4 separate regions of the Mus musculus genome follow, and regions 2, 3 and 4 are each linked to region 1. A link is a contact called in public Hi-C and HiChIP or PLAC-seq data. All regions are on one chromosome and are shown on one strand. Each heading gives the region's core, a stretch centred on a gene start, on an enhancer-like site or on the middle of the called end of the contact. The rest is flanking DNA. Distances are from core to core; before and after follow the strand shown. Region 1 has its middle 22 kb from the start of Gm38930. Region 2 overlaps Dennd5b (DENN/MADD domain containing 5B). Region 3 overlaps Dennd5b (DENN/MADD domain containing 5B). Region 4 holds the start of Dennd5b (DENN/MADD domain containing 5B).

The links. Hi-C and Micro-C count contacts between places; a contact is called where the count stands out from the background. HiChIP or PLAC-seq counts read pairs in DNA pulled down with a chosen protein or histone mark.
Region 2: a contact with region 1 is called in a Hi-C map of embryonic stem cells, with 4 times the contacts expected there. The contact joins two enhancer-like sites. A contact is called at or near these places in 1 of 39 promoter capture datasets (embryonic stem cells), 4 of 15 datasets of contacts at CTCF or cohesin (embryonic stem cells, large pre-B cells, pro-B cells and 1 more), 75 of 484 Hi-C or Micro-C datasets (3T3-L1-derived adipocytes, the AML12 cell line, B cells and 37 more), 9 of 115 datasets of contacts at active chromatin or transcription factors (bone marrow-derived dendritic cells, embryonic stem cells, epiblast stem cells and 3 more) and 4 of 9 other capture datasets (adipose tissue, embryonic stem cells, liver and 1 more).
Region 3: an H3K27ac HiChIP or PLAC-seq map of large pre-B cells shows a contact between it and region 1, with 3 times the contacts expected there. The contact joins two enhancer-like sites. A contact is called at or near these places in 5 of 39 promoter capture datasets (the C10 cell line, the HPC-7 cell line, hippocampal neurons and 2 more), 3 of 15 datasets of contacts at CTCF or cohesin (the NIH/3T3 cell line, embryonic stem cells and stem cell-derived epiblast-like cells), 16 of 484 Hi-C or Micro-C datasets (the AML12 cell line, B cells, the G1E-ER4 cell line and 10 more), 5 of 115 datasets of contacts at active chromatin or transcription factors (bone marrow-derived macrophages, embryonic stem cells, extraembryonic endoderm stem cells and 2 more) and 2 of 9 other capture datasets (adipose tissue and pancreatic islet).
Region 4: a contact with region 1 is called in an H3K4me3 HiChIP or PLAC-seq map of embryonic stem cells, with 20 read pairs. The contact joins the promoter of Dennd5b here to the enhancer-like site in region 1. A contact is called at or near these places in 2 of 15 datasets of contacts at CTCF or cohesin (CD8 T cells and the NIH/3T3 cell line), 8 of 484 Hi-C or Micro-C datasets (B cells, the HPC-7 cell line, bone marrow-derived macrophages and 3 more), 18 of 115 datasets of contacts at active chromatin or transcription factors (the 230-238 cell line, bone marrow-derived macrophages, cardiomyocytes and 10 more) and 3 of 9 other capture datasets (adipose tissue, liver and pancreatic islet).

The regions. Positions count from the first base shown.
Region 1 is chr6:149,372,524-149,377,253 of GRCm38.p6, forward strand. No RefSeq gene overlaps it. Among named protein-coding and RNA genes, the nearest start is that of Gm38930, 22 kb to the left of the region's middle. Within about 2 kb of position 2,853, at least 115 of the 459 cell types and tissues checked have an H3K27ac peak or open chromatin away from gene starts, as enhancers often do. A contact at or near this core is called in the 230-238 cell line, CD8 T cells, the HPC-7 cell line and 11 more, where this site is marked.
Region 2 is chr6:149,016,134-149,020,863 of GRCm38.p6, forward strand. Dennd5b (DENN/MADD domain containing 5B) reads right to left here. Exons shown (of 21, transcript NM_177192.3): 11 at 4,412-4,490; 12 at 3,208-3,289; 13 at 849-977. Among named protein-coding and RNA genes, the nearest start is that of Gm25539, 51 kb to the left of the region's middle. Within about 2 kb of position 2,513, at least 7 of the 459 cell types and tissues checked have an H3K27ac peak or open chromatin away from gene starts, as enhancers often do. A contact at or near this core is called in differentiating embryonic stem cells, embryonic stem cells and stem cell-derived epiblast-like cells, where this site is marked.
Region 3 is chr6:149,038,066-149,042,795 of GRCm38.p6, forward strand. Dennd5b (DENN/MADD domain containing 5B) reads right to left here. Exons shown (of 21, transcript NM_177192.3): 6 at 3,451-3,682. It also overlaps the pseudogene Gm15781. Among named protein-coding and RNA genes, the nearest start is that of Gm23462, 34 kb to the right of the region's middle. Within about 2 kb of position 2,291, at least 23 of the 459 cell types and tissues checked have an H3K27ac peak or open chromatin away from gene starts, as enhancers often do. A contact at or near this core is called in bone marrow-derived macrophages and pre-B cells, where this site is marked.
Region 4 is chr6:149,099,353-149,104,082 of GRCm38.p6, forward strand. Dennd5b (DENN/MADD domain containing 5B) reads right to left here and starts at 2,328. Exons shown (of 21, transcript NM_177192.3): 1 at 1,831-2,328. The coding sequence starts at 1,957.

The sequences.
Region 1 (4,730 bases), core at 1,603-4,102:
GTTTCAGTGTATCTGGTTTTATGTGGAGGTCCTTGATCCACTTGAACTTGAGCTTTGTACAGGGAGATAAGAATGGATCGATTTGCATTCTTCTACATGCTAACTGCCAGTTGAGCCAGCACCATTTATTGAAAATGCTTTTTTCCACTGAATGGTTTTAGCTCCTTTGTCAAAAATCAAGTGTCCATAGGTGTGTGGGTTCATTTCTGGATCTTCAATTCTATTCCATTGATCTACCTGTCACCGTACCAATACCATGCAGTTTTTTTGTTTGTTTGTTTTTGTTTGGTTTCTTGCTTTTTGTTGTTGTTGTTGTTTTTAAGACAGGGTTTCTCTGTGCAGCTCTGGCTGTCCTGGAACTCAGGCTGTAGACCAGGCTGGCCTCGAACTCAGAAATCCGCCTGCCTCTGCCTCCCAAGTGCTGGGATTAAAGGCGTGCGCCACCATGCCCAGTGCATGCCTCAATCTTGAAGCTATTGTGGATAGTTATGTAGCTCATATCCCTGGTCCTCTGCAATTAGATCTTGATCTTTGTCTTAGGACCATCAACTGTACCATCACCTATGACAGCTTTAATAAAAGCAACCAAGTGATTTAGAATGTAAGGGCCAAAGGTCAGAATAAGGAACAAAATGATCAGAAGTCCTAACAATGCAGAAATCAAAGTAGTAAACCAGGGGGAGCTGTTAAACTAAGACTCAAACCAGCTCTGTCTCTCTTCTCTCTTCTGGCTGGCTAACCCTTCTCTCACCTTGGCCATTGAATCTTTATCCCTGGAATGGTCTCCAGTATGTGCTTCCAGATGTTTCACACCCTCAGGTAGTGAAGAAATTGTTGGCCCCCTAACACTGATGGGCCTGATACTGGCTTCTCCCATCTTGGGGATACACATATATGGGGGTTTCTCACAGGACACTTCAATTTTGGGTGTCTGCACCCTAAGCCCCACCCTCCGTGGCCACTTCTGAGGCGCAGTTTAGATTTACAAGTCCCTCGTCCCCCACATTCAGGCAATCCTTCTCCCTGTGCCTCCAGGGCAGCAACACCCCTGAAGTCAAGGCCTACCACTAAATCAGGGATCAAAGTCAGGGTCCAGCCACCAGATACAATGTGGGTAGTGGACCAAGCCACATCACCAGTGGCTGGGAGCACCTGCCAAGTCACCCTGGTAGGGTTGTTGGGGCTGCTGAGACTCAGTGCCAGAAGACACACCATAGCCGTCTCATAGTTTCTCTGGCCTTGCAGAAGGGTGTTGCTTGGGTGTCTGCTGCTATCTAGTTGGTGTCAGGCGCAGGTGCTGATCTGATTGAACCCAGGCAGTTACTCCATCCACTTTAACGGAGGTGGGGTGGTCAGCAACACCAGGGATTGTTTGCTTCTGAGTGTTCAGCACAGTCTCTTAACATACACCCAATCTCCACCTTGGAACTCTTGTGGAACCTCTGGGGTACCTGCATCATACAGGGCACTAAGTTTAGGCCACAGTTCCAGATGGCTGATCTGGGAAGCTTGCAATCAAACCATAAGATCCTTGTCAGCCTGAAAAGTCACTCTGGTGGGGATCAAGAGCCAGGGTCAAGGGAGTGGGTGTCCCATGCAGGATCTCAACAGGGGTCAGGTTAAAATGGTAGGGGGTGTTCAGGGCCAAGGGGAGGGGCACCAACCAGTCAAAGCCAGTCTCCAAGGTCAACTTAGCCAAGGTCTCTTGTAGGGGTTCTGTTTATTTTCTCTATCTGCTTTGAGCTCTGGGGACAGTACACACAATGGGGATTCCTATTAGTCCCCAATATCTCTGCCAATCCCTGACTTACCTTAAGAGACAAAAGCAGAACCATCGATTGTCCAATCTAATTACCTTGGGCACTCTGAACCTCTGGAAAATTTTCTTCTAATATCTTCTTAGCTACCACGGTAGCTGTTTCCTGCTTGGTGGGGAATGTTTCAACCCATCCAGGGAAAACTACACCTGATGGGTGTTCCCAGACTGGTATAGGTTTCTTTACAATGAGGGTCATCAGATCATACAATTGATGCATGATACATCTTTGTAATCTAGTCTTAAGACATGGCAGTTATGTAAATCTCAAGAAATGTAATTTCTTGGGTCTATTTTTATGACTAGTTACACATTACAATAAATAAGCTAAGCTACATGAGACTCCTTGCTAATTGCCAAACTACCAGTACAGAATGACCACAAATTCTTCACAAGAAATTTCCATAAAGCTTAGTTTCAATAGTCCCCAACAACTTATTATGTGTGTTAAGATGAACTAGAGGAGAAAATCCTGAAGGTTTTAAACAGTGATAAGCAAGCAAAAATATTAATTACTCTAATAGATTTGTATAGACTGTAAACCTACAGATTTTTAAAACCTTAGCTGTGTCATGTAATGTTTTCTTGGAAGTTGTCTTGTGAGAAGGTCATATGATGTTTTTCTGGAAGCTGTCTTGAGAAAGGTCATGTGATATTTTGCTGAAAACAGATACTTGAGAGGGTGGTGGGTGGTGGTGATATTCAGAAAGAATATAAGTAGAACCCTGAAGATAGTGAAAGGAAAAGCATCATGTACCCTCCCCCAAGACAGCGTCCAGAAAAACATCATGTGACACCACTGAGTTTTTTTTTTTTTTTAATGAAACCAGAAACTTTCACTTCAATTCTGTGCTTTGTAAATGTGTATAATTGTTTAAATTTTTCAGATAACAAAGATTGGGCCTGACAGGATCTTTTTACTTCTGCTTTCCATCGGCTCAGTATGTGGTTAGGAGTAGGGATCTACATGTCACTTCTTGCCTAGTGTTATGGTTGAAGTGACCTCTCAGTTGTGGGACACTGCTGCCATCAGGTGGTGATAGTCACTTAATGACTTCTGATGTGAAGAAACAAATCCTTTATCAGATTCCAGAGACTACCAGTCAGAGGTGTGCACAAAAAACATGAAGGCTCAGCATGGTGGCACACACCTTTAACCCCAGTGCTTAAGAGTTCAGAGGCAAGTAGATTTCTGAGTTCAAGGCCAGCCTGGTCTACATAGTGAGTTCCAGGACAGCCAGGACTACATAGTGAGACTCTGCCACAAACAAACAAAAAGAAAGAAAAAAATATGGAGAAGCAAAATACAATACCAGAATTTCTACTTCCTTTCATTTTTATAAAAAAAAGGTCAAGTAATTGTACTAATATTGAATATATCAGTTGTGTTCAGAATTCTTCATCCTGAATGAATTCTAAGTTTCCGCTCAGTATCACCTTCTCAGGGAAACGTTGAAGCCTCATGCTGTTATCAAGCTTAGAGGCCACAGCCTGTACCCCAAACCAGGTTCAGTTATCGGTCCTCAGTGGGCCAATTAAATGAGTCAAATTAATAGCGGAAGTCAGTAAGAGAAGATTTATTAAATATGGCCATATTGGAAAGATAGACGAGACTCTGTAATTCTATGTCTTAGGGTAACTATTGGTGTGCTAAAAACACAATGATCAAAGCAACTTGGAGAGGAAAGGGTTTATTTGACTTACGCTTCTATATAACTGTTCATCATTGAAGGAAGTCAGGACAAGAACTCAATCAGGGCAGGAACTTGGAGGCAGGAGCTGATGCAGCAGCCATGGAGTCATGCTGCTTACTGGTTTGCTTTCCCTAGCTTGCTCAGCCTGCTTTTTTTGGTTTGTTTGTTATAGAACTGGACCCTCCAACATTGTCTTAGTTAGGGTTTTACTGCTGTGAACAGACACCATGACCATGGCAAGTCTTATAAAAAGCAACATTTAATTGGAGCTGCTTACAGGTTCAGAGGTTCAGTCCATTATTATCATGGAGCATGGCAGCATCCAGGCAGGCATGGCACAGGCAGAGCTGAGAGTTCTATGTCTTCATCCAAAGGCTGCTAGTGGAAGACTGACTTCCAGGCAACTAGGGTGAAGATCTCATACCCACACCGAGAATGACACACCCATTCCAACCAGGTCACACCCATTCCAACAAGGCCACACCTCCAGATGGTGCCACTCCCTGGTCCAAGGATATACAAACCATCACAAACATCAATCACTAGTTAGGAAAATGTTCTACACACTTGCCAGAAACTTGAGCTTATGGAAGCATTTCCTCAGTTGAGGCTCCTTCCTCTCCCATGACTCTGCATTGTGTCAGGTTGACTTAAAACTAACCAGCACACCCCCTAAATCTTTGGGGTCCTGAAATGAGATTAAAGTTAAAATAATGAACCAGGGATATACAAATCAAGGTATGGTTCTGTCTACTTCAAATATAATAATGTGGCCTCATCTCATGCCTACAAATAATTCTCCCCAGAAATAGCATTGCTCTCCACACGTAGGGGACAGTTTTATATTTCTGGAATCCTATTCTGGTTAAGGTGGAGGGAATGGGCAGATTTGCATGAACAACTTTGTCATTTGGTAGGTAGGATTTGGGGATACTAAAAAATAATAGAGCAGTTTCACAGTACAAAACTGTTCCCCAGTCTAAGTAGTTATTCTAGTGCCCTTTTCATATTTGTGAAAATTAAAGATCTGGCTTTAATCATAACTTTTTGCTGAGTGTTAATAAAATATTTTCATAGTTTTACTAAATGTTGAATTCTGGAAATCTAACCATTGTGAATACATAGGAAAAAATAACTCATGGTTCAGGATTGTGCTTAGTTCACATTAATCTGGAAAGTCATTATTCTGGGCAAGGGTAGTAGTGATTATTTATAATATA
Region 2 (4,730 bases), core at 1,263-3,762, 360 kb before region 1:
TTAGCTTTCAAATAAATTCTACTATTCCTATCATTTTAAAGAATTTCTTGTGAGGCATGATGGCTCATGCCTTTAATCCCAGCACTCAGGAGGCAGAAGCAGGTAGATCTGTGAGTTCGAGGCCAGCCTGGTCTACACAGTAAGTTCCAGGACAGATAGAACTACACAGAGAAACTCTGTCTCAAAAGACAAAACAAAATGTTTGTTTGTTTGTTTATGGTTTTCTAGAGACAGAGTCTCGCATGCTTGTGTCACTGCTGCCCAGGGTTTTTTGGTTGGTATTTTGAGACAGGGTTTCTCTGTATACAGCCCTGGATGTTACATTACTTGTTCTGTAGACCAGGCTGGCCTTGAATTTATAGAGATCCAACTGCTTTTGCCTTCTGAGTGTTGGGATTAAAGGTGCTTGTGCCACCAATGACTGGCTGGATTTTTTATTTTTGATAAGGACAGAAACTATAAAGCTGGTTAACAGTTATCTGACTTGTAAGTGACTAGTTTCCTGAATCTAAAAGATTAAAAGTATCTATTAGACTCTCTTTTTCTATTCCATTTCTTACTATAAGTTTTATACCGTGAAGTTAATGTAAGTTCAACCTTCTAGATAGCATTTATTCTTCTGATTACGGCATAGTAATCGGGTCTTTGGCTGTTAAGTCTGGTGTGCCCTCCCAGAAATGATCAAATATTCTATAAAGGTATTTTCTGAAGCATATACCTGTATTACAACAGCAATGCAAGTGTTCATAAGTCAGAATTCATACTGAAAATGAGAGTTTGTCAGCTTACTCAATTTCCTTTGTATGCACAAGTCACAGAAACGCATGTCTTGAAAGGCAGGGTCTTACTTGGTCAGTGGCTGGTTAGAGAGCAGCTGCTTGAGGTGCTGCGACAAGAGCTTCTTTTCCAGGGACAACCTTATCCACGCCCGCGCCCGTCCAACGTCAGTCTTGATCTCAGTCATGTTCTGAATATGCCTAAAAAAATCACAGCCAACAAGCAAGACATTGTTTTTGCATTTAAATAATCTTGTTTTTATACAACTTATATGAAATACTTTTTCTTAAAACAATGCATCCACTTCAAATAAATCATAGTTAAAATAAAAACTCAAGATGACACGAGTCCCATGTGTCTTATGTCTTTCTGTTGCATGGATGACAAGCAGCATCCAGTTACATTGATGGGTGAAAGACCCAAAATAATTATACAATTTTAACATTTTCCCATTTTTAAACTGTCCTTAAAGAAAGTCATATGTAGAGAACTACACTATCTTTACAGTAGTCTAGGAGAGCAATCATGCCATCTGAGATAGACTCATGTTTTACAAAAAAAAAAAAAAAAAATCTGTTAATTACTGAAATTAGCAAGGATTTGCTTAACTTGCTCCATAGTCCCACATGACCCAGAAACAAGAATACACATGGACATACACAAACATGCATACACGAACATGAGTATACACATGAACACACATGCACACACACGTGCACACATACAAATTATACCAACAAAGTATAACTTTAAGAGAACTCAGTGACTTTTTGTTTGTTTTGAGACATGTTTAGCTCTGGCTCTTTTGAACATCATTATGTAGACTAGGCTGGTCATAATAAACTCAGAGATCTGCTTGCTTCTGCCTCCAAGAGTTGGGATTAAAGACATGTGTCACCATAAAAGGTACAAAAAGTCAGAAGTGTTACAATTATTTTCTAAATCACATATTTTTCAAGGCAGGGCTTCTCTGTGTTCTGGAATTTGCTCTGTAGACTAGGCTGGCCTTAAACTTGAGAGATCTACCTGCCCCTGCCTTCTAAGTGCTGGAACTAAAGGCATGGCCCTCCACTGCTGGTAGAAAATGCTAAATTTTAATACTTGTATTTTTTTAAGCTACAATTTGCCAGGCAGTGGTGGCTTGAGGCAGAAACAGGACAATCTTTTGAGCTCTGAGGCTAACTTGGTTTACAGAGTGAGTTCCAGGACAGACAGGGCTACACAGAGAAGCCCTTTCTTGAAAAACAAACAAACAAACAAACAATCATACATACATACAAAAATCTGTATCTTTCTGAGACCAATTTTCTGCTAAGTATCTGTTGCTATTTACAGGGTTTTTTGGTCTATATATGTATAGATAACAGGCATTTTAGAGACTTTTCAAAAATCCAAACAGGAGACATTGTAGTTTAGAAAACTCTTCTGCTCCACCTTCCCTTTTTATTTAATGTCAGAAAGAACAAAACAAAACAGCACAACAGTAAAACAGTAAGACTGGGGCTGGAGAGACTGGGGCTGGAGAGGTGGCTCCCTGGCTAAGGGTGTTTGCTGCTTTTGCAGAAGACTCAGTTGGTTCTCAGTGCCTACTAACAAGAGCTAACTACTAAGTCAGCTAACAACCATCTCTAGTTCTGGTTCTAGGAGATCCAGCTTCTGCGTCGTCTGAACTCTAGGGGTCACCAGGCGTGCATATGGTTTTGTTGCAGGATTTTCCTTGTCCAATTACATTAGGGCAGCAGGAGGCCTGTGATTGGACAGGGAAAAGGGAGGCGGAGCTAAGAGTTGCAGGGAAAGAGAGCATGGGGTGGGGGTGAGAGAAAGAGAGAGAAGGAAGGAAAAATGGAGGCAGATGTGAACCAGCGTGCCTTTAACCAGCCATAGGTAGTTATGAATATTAGAATATTTGGGATAAAGCTTTTATCGTTATCAATTGGTTCTGAAATTATTGTATTGGCATCTTGTAAACTGAGAATTTATTGATACATAAATCTGATTGGTTAATTATAAGGCTCAAGAATTTTGCTTTACTTGGTTACTGGAATGTGGTACCACCAAAAGTAGAGAGAACTAGTAGCTCCAGGGACAAGCGAGCCAGACGCTATGGGGGCTGGCTGGAGAGACGCTATGGGGGCTGGCTGGAGAGACGCTATGGGGGCTGGCTGGAGAGAGCTGCTCCCGGAGAGTTGGCGGGTTGAGAGAAGCAGGAGCAGGAGAGTTGGCGGGTTCATTTTTAATATTTCCCGCAACATGGTTTATGTATGTGTCCTTCCACAGGTCAACACTAATACTCATAAGATAAATATAAAATAAATAAATAAAAATATTATATTATGATGATACTTTCTTCAGAATATATAATCAAAAGGTATAGTTATTACTTGAGCAATATAGGTGAAAGCTACATTTATTACCATGTGTAACAAATACCTCATGTCTTGAATAAGAGAGACTCTGAGTGTTGGTAACATAACTCCTGAGTCAGATTTTCTTCTTTCTGGTCCAAGGGCAACTATGTAGAAAAATATTAGCAAAGTATTAGGACAATAACAGTAAGAATTTATACTTTAGTTGTTTTTTTTTTTCAAGACAGAATCCTTTTGTGTAACTCTGGCTGGCCTTGAACTCACATAGATCCACATGCTTCTGCCTCCCAAGTGCTGGTTCTGATGGGGTATAGCACCATGAGATTATAATATAAATACATCATGTCAGCCTTCCCTTTCCTCACTCTAAACCCTCCCATGTGCCTTCCACTCCCCACAATTTTGCTCTTTCAGAATCATGGACTCTTTTTTTTCATTAGATGTGTGTGTATTTTAAGATTTTATTTATTATTATATCTAAGTACACTGTAGCTATCTTCAGACACACCAGAAGAGGGCATTGGATCTCATTAAGGATGGTTGTGAGCCACTATGTGGTTGCTGGGATTTGAACTCATGACCTTCGGAAGAGCAGTCATTGCTTTTAACTGCTGAACCATCTCTTCAGTCCGTATATGTATTTCTAAATACATAAATACAACCTACTCAGTCTGTATGATGTTACTTGTTTGTGTATGTTTTCAGGGCTGACCATTTAGTATTGATACTTTATTAACACAGTAAACTAGCTGTGGCCACAGTTGGAAACAAGCTATGTGAAAGAATATGACTCTTAAAGAGTCTTGGAGATAAACACACATTTTTTTCCTGGAATTTAATTTAACAACACAATAGCATAATTGATCCTGACAAAATAAAAAAAGAAAGGTTATTGAGATAGAGCAGTGGATAAAGGTACCTGCCACCAAACCCAACAACCAAATTAAATTTCCAGGTCTCATGTGGTGGAAGAAGAGAATCGACTCCTCCAAGTTGTCACCTGACCTCCACATACAAATGCCCACATAAAAAATAATCAAATGAAGTGTAACAAGAGACATTAAGGTTATTAACGGCGGTCACGGAACTTTTCTTTAATAAATCAGTATCTACCATATCATACTCAAACACACCTTCACAATTGTTTTTTTCCTTTTATATCAACATGATCATTTGGAATTGGTACTATTTTCTCTGTCTTATAATGAGGAAGTAGAGCTCTAATTGATGAGACTTGAAGCAATCTACCTTATCCAACACCTTCTTACCTGGCGAGTCTGTGAGGTGCTCTTGTTTCTCTTCTCTATCCTGAAACTGGAGCAAATGTGACCACAAGGCAGACTTCCCCTGAAAGGATAACATTTTCACTTTTTAAAAGGCTCTCTTGAGTGAAGGTAGTATAATTTGGACTCCAAACTTAAATGATTTCAGGTTCTTTGACTACAAATTCTTAAAATAGTCTTACTTTATCCAGGAACTAAACCAAGTCAGCTTTGTGTCTCCACTGCTAAGTAGATTGCTTCCTGATCTTCCCTCTGTGGTCGAATCCTGCATGAAGTCTGCTTGTGAACCAGTTATCTTCAGGAG
Region 3 (4,730 bases), core at 1,041-3,540, 340 kb before region 1:
CCACGCCCGGCATTTTTTTTTTTTTTTTTGGTCTGTGATTTAAAATGAAATATCATTTACTCTTCAGTGATGTCCCTTCAGACTGTACAATTCTAGTTATAGTTCCCCATGTTTCATAATATTTAATCATAAATACTGTGAGGGAAATGTTTGCACAATGGACATTATAGCAAAACTGGCACATATGTTTTCTGATATTTGCAAACATAATTAGTTGCCATAACAATGTCTAGATTTACAGCATTAGAATATAAAAAGCCTTTCTCAATTTTATGTTACATGAAGGACAACAAAATCCCCTTTCTGCCACTGACAGCTTTTGTCCTCATAAAAGGAAAAGAATTTCAGTTTTTTCCACTTGGTTTTCAATGACAGAGAAATCTATGTGATATTGACTTTCTTTCTTTTATTTGGAAAGTTTTTTTTGCTTTGTTTTGTTTTCAAATAAGAACCATAATTCACAATGAGTTACTTAGACTTTATATGTAAAATGGCATAGGGAGCATACAGCAATGTAACTTTTTAGTAATGACATTGTCAGAGAATACTGAATATTTGGAAATTATCAAGTGCTTGCTTTGTGAGGTCAGAGGTCTACTGTTGAAGAATTTTAAGGTATGAGTTGATATTGGTTTGTGGTCATTGGTAAGGAAAAAGAAAATTATATTCCTATCCAGTTTTTGTTTTTCTACATAGAAATCATAAGGCTATGTAGCCACAATGCCGACAGCAGATAGTCTGTGCTTTATAAGTTCACCTGCAAATCAAAATTCTTTTTGGTTAGAGGTACAACAGCAGCAGAAGCACACAGACACATAAGCACAAAGCCAGCAAGAATCCAAAACAACACCCATCTCTATGTTTGTTTCTTGGGGGGGGGGCTAAGGGATGAAAGAGATAACTGAGCCGAGCCTGGTGATACAGGCCTGTAACTCCAGTTAGTCAGGAAGTCAAGGAAGGACAGTCGTGGGGCCAAGGCTTTACTGTGCAATTTATTGAGACCATCTCAAAATTTATAAGTATAAACAGTGGTAGCATGCTTCTCTCTCATGCCCAAAGCAAGCACTGAAAACACATACACACACACACACACACACACACACACACACACACACACACACACACAGAGAGAGAGAGTGAAGGAGATATAGTCTCCTCTTACTTTTTCAAAAGTCTTTACATTTCTAGGGAACTATAGTCTTAACCTAATCTTGTTTTCAGACATGCTAAGTCTCTTAGTGATATTTTCACGAAGTTTACACAATTTCTGTGATGAGAATGGGATTATCAAGCTCCAAGAGGCAAAAAGAAAATCAATTTTAATTGGTAAGATTTTCCAGAGGCACATTAAGCTAAGGAATTGGTACTTAATTCCATTTTAAAAATTCTGTTGGGAAGAGAGGAATGAAAAATTCCCAGTGAGGTACTCATATAACTATTAAAAGCTTCACTTACTCTATCACCTCAGGTTCTAGAAATACAGAGGCACGTGCCACTTCCTGAAGAGACTCCAGGGAGTTGCCCTCATACATGGAAATACAGAGTGATGTTTGAAGACTATAAGCACTGCATAAAAGTTATCATTTAATATTTCTTTCCTTGATAATACCAAAACAGCTGTATTATTTCCATAACTGAACTATTTAGATGTAGATGGAAAGGTGAGCAAGCCATAGAAGCAGAGCAAGAAGAGCTTCTTAGCTGTTGTGCCCTTTAATCTAGTACAAAATTTGGTCTAAAATTAAAAGTGCCACTTGGGAACTAGGCATAGATGTATAAAACTACACAAATTGGTACATTTTTACATATTTGTTAGTGAATAAAACCACTAAAAAGATTAAGGCTTAGCTATTAGAAATCAGTCAGCTACCAAAAACTAGCTATAAAACCACAACCAAGTTCTTTAATCTTTCAGTTTCCTAACCCGTAGAATGAGAAGATATCAATGCATATATCCTGCCATTAAGACTACATGTAAAAAGGCACGTCAAATCAAACACTAGCATAATGACTGACACACAGGAAGAATTTGAATGCTGGCTTTTAGTATGATTATTGTACTGCACTATCAGACAAGAGCAAGAAAATTCCTCATTCTTTGAGGGAAACCCATGTTAGGGTTGAGAGACTCTTTCATTTGAATGCAAACATCCAGAGGTTTAATTTCAAGAAATGAAACTATGTAATTAACTACCACAAAGCTCGTAAGAGCTGTTTTAGTTATGTAAACTAGACAGAGCCTCAGACTTCCGTCTTTGTTTTGGTTTTACTTTAGACAGACTCCTTGCTACATTGCCGAAGCTGGCCTTAAACTCCTGATCCTTCGTGCTTGGCCTCCCAAGTGCTAGGATTTAGGCATGTACTACTATGCCCAATTTCAGGTTTACCATTTTAAGTTAATAGCTAGAGACAAGAGGTGATGGGTAAAAAAGGCAACATCAGTAGCAAGAGAGAAGTTAACATTTTTTTCCCCAACACAAGAAAGTAACAAAAATCTACATCTTCTTGTCAATTCAATTTATTATTATTATTTTTCCTGTTTGGGGTAAAGGAAAAGGAATGTCCATAGGAACAGGAATTCACAGGAATCTAAAGAAAAGTACAAAAACTTCTTGCTAACACGGGGATTATTCATGATGTCCCAAAATGAAAGTTAACTTTGTATCTTAGCGGTGGTGGCCCATGCCTTTAAAATCCAGCATTCAAGGAACAGAGACAGGCAAATCTGAGTTAGAGGCCAGCCTGATTTACAGAGCAAGTTCCAGGATGGCCAGAGCTACACAAAGAAACTCTGTCTTAAGTCTCCCTTCATCCCCCAAAAAAAGAAAATTAACTTTGTGTTGAAAAAGTCAGAGAGAGCAGGACGTCTGTCTTTGAATGTTTGTGGTGTTGACCAGCCCAGAGTGAATTAAAAATGGGTGATGCTAAAATAGGCAAGAAGATATTTATTTGTTCAGAAGTGTGCCCAGTGCCACACTGTGGATAAGAAAGGCAAGCATAAGACTGGACCAAATCCCCATGGTCTGTCTGAGTGGAAGGCAAGTCAGGCTGCTGGATTCTCTTATACAGATGCCAACAAGAACAAAGGCATCACCTGGGGAGAGGACACCCTTCCTGATGGAGTACTTGGAGAATCCCAAAAAGAATATCCCTGGAACAAAAATGATCTTCGCTGAAATTAAGACGAAGGGAGAAAGGGCAAACCTAATAGCTTATCTTTAAAAGGCTACTAATGATAATTCCTCTGCCTTATTTATTACAAAACAAACATCTCATGGATTTTAATGTACACCATAATTTAATTCATACACCAAATTCAGATCATGAATGGCTAACAATGTTTTTGTTGGACAGTCCTAATTTAAGTAAAACTGACTTATCTTAAAAGAAAAAGTCAACAGTTTATAAAAAGAAATGATTGTGCACTTAAAACATGTACGGTAAATATACCTGCTTCTTTTAAACTGCTGCATTTCTGATATATAGATGTCCGCAGGGTGGGTGCCCTTACATTATACAATCTGATCTTCTCAATCCGAGAATCAAAGACCCGAAGCAGAGGGTCTTTCTCTTCCCATTGAGACATGATCTTATTATCAATAAAGGTGGCAAACATCTGTGTTTCAATGAAGCGTGAAAGAAATGGCAGGTAAGGCTCAGGCTGGTCAGAGAGAAAAGAAGCCTGTAATGAGATAATTAGCAAATTATTACCTTTATCTTAATATTATAAAGATGAAACAAGTTTGTTGTTAAGGTCATTACTTTTCAAACTTATTACACATAAAACTGATACTTGGCATTTAAAAAGTCTTGCAAATCTGTTTGTTTTTCTTTCTCTAAATTTATAGACTTTAGGCCAGTTAGAGCTTTGATATTGATCTTACCTTTCATAATGGATTTATATTAGTATCCTGATGACCGTTATGGAGAATAGAGGACACTAGTAAATGATGGTGGATATGTTGCTATACAATGGATGGTCAACCACCCACTTCTCTTACCATTACATTTTGGGTAATCTCTTCTGTTCTCTGATCCTAGCTTAGGAAATGAACCCCTCACAAAAGGCTGCTAGATGTGTAGCTGAGATACATATGTATATATCACAATAATTGCATGTTTATGTAAGAACTTAAAAATGACAATGTAGAGTTTGTGCCTATTGGTCAATTTCATTTTGTCAAGCAGATGTTTTTCTAGGCTCATTCTTCTTGTTAACTCAAGATCAAACTCCTTCTACACCTGTTTTGACACAATTGTCTGAGACTTAAAGAGAGAGAGAACACTGCCTAAAAAAACATCATAGAAGTGGACCTTCAAAAACATACAGGTTGTCTTTTTCTCCTACTAGCCTGTCTGATGTAATATCATTTATAATTGGATTTTAATCTGAAGTGTTCACTTTTTTTTTTTTTTTGTGCTCTGCAGGTTCATGTGAGATGTGCGTAGGAATTCTAATCTTGGTTAAGATTATCTCAAACTTGTAAGTGAATTCCTGTTTTAGTCACTGTGCTGGTTTGCTTTTCATTCTTTCACTCTTCAGAGTGGATACCGTGTATCAGAGCCAAAAGAGAGATGGGGCAGTTCTGACACAGATGGGGGGCAGTTCAAACATAAGATGCTTTGCTTAGTACTCACCAGTTACTTCCTGGCATATTTAATTTTTCCATTTCAGTACTTTAGGAGACTTTTAATAAAACCTTCTTTATAGAATCCACTTTTTAAATTTA
Region 4 (4,730 bases), core at 1,078-3,577, 270 kb before region 1:
ACCCCTAATTCTAGTTCCAGACAATCCAACACCCTCCACTCTCTTCTAAATGCTGAAGGCACCAGACATGCACATAAACATTCATACACATAAGATAAATCTAAAAAAAAAATTAAAAACAATTCCTTCATTATATTACTAGCACAGAATATATTTTTTCAGATTTTTATACTGTTTAAGTGTGTGTGTGTGTGTGTGTGTGTGTGTGTGTATTAGAGAAAATGCCCTCAGAGGCCAAGTGTGTCAGCTCCTTTAGAACTAGAACTAGAAGTGCTTATAAGCCTCCTAATCTGGGTGCTAAGAATCAAACTTGGGTCCTCCTTCAGCAAGAGTAGTGCATGTTTTCACTGAGCCGAGTATTCCGCTGGCCCAAGAATCTTTCTCTTCTAAGTAGTAATACAATAAGAACAATCAAAAGAACAATAGGAGATACTGCTTTATGAAGACTGAGGTGAATGGAAAGGGCAAATACAGGCTTTTTTATTTCATCATTCACCTGTCATAGAAGGCCCAAGAAATCCTAGTTGTTTAGAGGAGTCCTAGAAAAATATATTTTTTACTAGCCCAAAAAAACTCTTTCTCCAAAATCACTATTGCAGACACCCCCCCCCCCTGCAACTTCATGTCCCTTAACTATACTATTCTTAACATGTACATGAAATCTTAGCTGAAGAAACAGTAGGATTATATAATTATACATACAGGGAAAACTTGGTATTTCATTATTCCTCTAAAACTATACTTAGTTTTTGTTAACATTTTACTGTGAAGCTGACTTAATAATATGCTCAATTAAGACGTGAGACTGTATTAGTAAAGGCTGACCCGTTTTGTTTACTATCATTTATTATTTAATACATTCTTCCCAGCCCTTTCCTCAAAGGAAGAGAGAAAAAAATCTATACTAGTGCAATCAACCTGGGATGGTATATTCCAAAAAAGCTGCTGTGAAAGGCTATGACCTAAGTGTTTAGCACTGACACAAATAAAGTTCTGGTGGTAGGCGTTATGTGTCTCACCCTTACCAAAAAAAAAAAAAAAAAAAAAAATCACAATTCAGATTCCAAGGAGGAAAGCGGAATGAAAAATTCAGTCAGTCATTTCTCCCCGGCCTGCTTTCTACATTTCGCATTCCCCGGTCCCTACCATCCTTCAACTGCCCGGGTTCCCAGGGTACGTTCCCCAGCTCAGTCCCGCACTGCGTCACCAAACCCGTCAAATGGGGGCCATGCTCCTCCAGTGACACCTCGGCAGTGATTCACGGCGCGCCCCTCTTGGGGAGGATTGTCCAACTACATCAACTCAGGAACCAGGCAGGGGTATCAACAAAGCATCAGGCCGCAACCCAAGCGTCCAAAGGTCCTCGCTAGCTCGCGGCACTGGCACTGCCAAATCCACAGGATTCCAAAGGGTGACTCGCTCGTCATCGCAGAACCAGGGGGAGGGGTGGCGCCGACCCAGAGCGGTCGGGGTCGATCCCGCTGGGCCTCCTGCCCGAGCGGACCTCACCGTAGCCCCGCGGTCCCGACTCCTTCATGGAGCTGCCGACCACCGCATCCGCCGCCAGGGCCAAACTTCACGAACCACTGCACAGCCCGGTCCCGCGCACCATGAGCCACCCGCGAGCAGCGGAGGGTCGGGCCCTCTGGGGACCCGCGCCGGTTACAAGGACCCAACACCCAGGGGCTTAGCCAGAGCGCGGAATTAACAACAATGTCATTATGTCGCCCACGAGTGCCCATCTAGCCGGAGCGCGGCTATAGCCGCCGACTTTTTGTCTGGAGCCCGCACCTCGCCTCCCTAGCGCCTCCAAAGCCAGCCCGGCCTTACCCGCCAGCTCGTCGGGCTCCAGCCCGCTGTCCGCATCGATCCCGCACAGCACGAAGTAGTGCGCGAAGCGACAGGCGGCCGGGGAGGACCCCGAGCCCGGGCCCGGCGCCGCGCTGCTACCGCTCATCCCGCCGCGCTGCCGGTGCGACCGTCGCTGGGGTTCGCGGAGGAGGCTCTCCGGCGTGAACCGATGAGAAGCCTCGCTGAGAAGCGTCGCAGGCTTCCCTCGCGGAGGAGGCCACCGCGGCGCTCCGACTGCGGTCTCCGCCGCGACCCTAGGACGAGCCCGGCGCGCCCATGGCCGCGCAATCGCCGCGGCCGGGATCCTTCTAGACGCTGGTACCGAGGAAGCGGCCTCGGGCTCGCGCGCGGACCGGAGGGCGGGCGGGATTCCGCCGCGGCGGGGGAGGGGCGCGCAGGGGGAGTGTCAGCTAGGGAGGCCCGCGCCGCCGCGGCTGCGCCCGCTGGAGCGCAGCGTCTGGCGCCCGCGGGTCAACTGAACCGCGCTGCGCGACGGGAGCGCCCGCAGAGCTCGGTGGCGCGCGGTTCGGGGCGCGCACCAGTGAGCTCGGAGGATCGGGGGCGCGTCTGGGTGCGTGCCCACCCGCGGTAATATTGAGGAAACCTCTCTTGCACGGTGCAGCCCCCAACAGTCGGTTGAGCACGAGCCGCAGAGCAGGATCGTATCTTCCAGAGAGGATGTCGCCCAACCCAACCTAAACAATAACGTAGCTTTGGAAAAGGGAGACAGCACGCTGAGGTCATTTCCCACAACGTCTGTACCGTATTTTTAAACTGTCATGCAGATGCTTAAACCATTTTAAGATCCTAGTCCCCGGCAGGACGTGGTGACTCACATCTATAATTCCAGCACTCCTGTGACTGAGGCAGGAGGATCCGGAGTTGGAGATGAGCCTCTCTACCTAGTGAGACTCCATCTCAACACACACAAAAATGAGGAGGGTAAATAACAACCTGGGTAATTGACTCTTAGCTTCTATCGTACCTTCCAATAATCTTCCGGAACCCTTGAAATGACTTCTCTTACCATTTTAGCTGGATTGTACTTGGGATGGGGAGTATTTATGCTTCCTGGTTCATTCTTTCCAGTATCTATAGAACCTTGGGTCCCACTTGACCTGCCATTTATATTTTAGTGAAGGAAAGAATGATGATAATCTAGGTAGTATCAGGATGGTGCTACTGGGAAAATAACCAACTTTGAAATCTGTAATGTATATGGACATTTAATGTTATGCAATTATTGCTTCTATTATACAGAGTACACATAAAAATATTTTACTGAGTATTTCTATTTTTGTTGGTGGCTTCTTGCAGGATGTTAGATTCTAAGCTAGTCAAATATAGCAGAAAACTGATTTATTGTTTGTGCTAATCAAGAAACATGCTTTCTGTTCATTTGAGCAGTAACTGATTTATAAAATTGTAAACAGTAATGATTTAGTTTTGTTTTATTAACATATATAGAATACTGTATTTAATCATGACATTTCCATACATGTACTTTCTTGTTTTGTTTTTTGAGACAGGGTTTCTTTGTGTGACAGCTCTCGCTGTCCTAGAACTCTATTTGTAGACCAGGCTGGCCTCAAACACACAGAGATCCTCCTGCCTCTGCCTTCTCAGTGCTGGGATTAAAGGCATGTGCCACCACAACCCAGCTTCATGTACATATTTTGATCATATCTTTTTATAACCTTCTTGTACCCCCTGTCCCACCCCATTCCCTCTGATCTCCTTCCTTTTCACACCAACTCCTTCTGCTTTCATTTCTTTAACCTTTTTGGTGATCAAATAAGTTCACCAAACTTATTTTAATTTTAAAGACTTTTTAAAATGACATTGTGTGTGTGTGTATGTGTGTGTGTATGTATGTGTGTGTGTGTGGGGGGGGGGGTTCTGTGCTTATGTACAGGTCAGGGAATGAGTTTCAGAAGTCAGTTTTCTCCTTCCATGATGTAGGTCCTGGAGATCAAAACCCCGATAGTCAGTCTTGGTGGGGAGTCTTTATCTGCTAAGGCAATTTTCTGATCTATGGGTTTCATTAGAGTTGATTATGGAGAATAGGTGAGCTTTTATTATAGGAGAATGGGCACTTTGTTAGTAATTACATCACTAAAGAAAATTTCTCCCTTAAGGGCCAGGCGCGTGCGCACGTGTGTGTGTGTGTGTGTGTGTGTGTGTGTGTGTGTGTGTGTGTGTGTGTGTGTGTTGGTGGGGGGGGTCAACACCTTTAATCCCAACACTCAGAAGACAAAGGCAGGTAACTCTCCATGATTTGGAGACCAGGCTGGTCCACAAAATGAGTTCCAGAACAGCCAGGGCTATGTTAGAATACTGCCTTCCATTCTGTTGGGGGTCCCTAACACAATTGCTGCCTGAATGGAAAACCTTCAGTGGAGTCAGTAATCTCAGCTTTAACCTCTAATTAGCATAAAACATGCCAAGCTGTCACAATTCCAATTTCTACAAGAAAATCTGGAGTGATATTTTCTTATGCCAAGATTTTGGCTTTCTAGGAAAATCTTATCATAACAAAGGCTACTTGGAAAACCGTATCCCTTATTATTTAGCTTTTTATGTTTTATTACATTTTATTTGTTTTGTGAGGTGTGTATGTGTGTAGGCATGCTTGTGGAGGTCAGAGGACAATTTGTAGGACCCAGTTCCCTCCTTCCATCATCCTAGGTCCTAGGAAATGAACTCAACTTGTCAGACGTGGCAGCAGGTGTCTTCCCCTGATGAACTATGTTGCCAAACCCCTTATAGTTTTAGAAAAGGGGTCAGTTCATGCCAAAAAAAGTTTGGTAGTATAGCAGCTGATTTAAATTTTTGTTTAAATTCTTTTCTATCTTATGTATGTCTACTACTATTAAGTA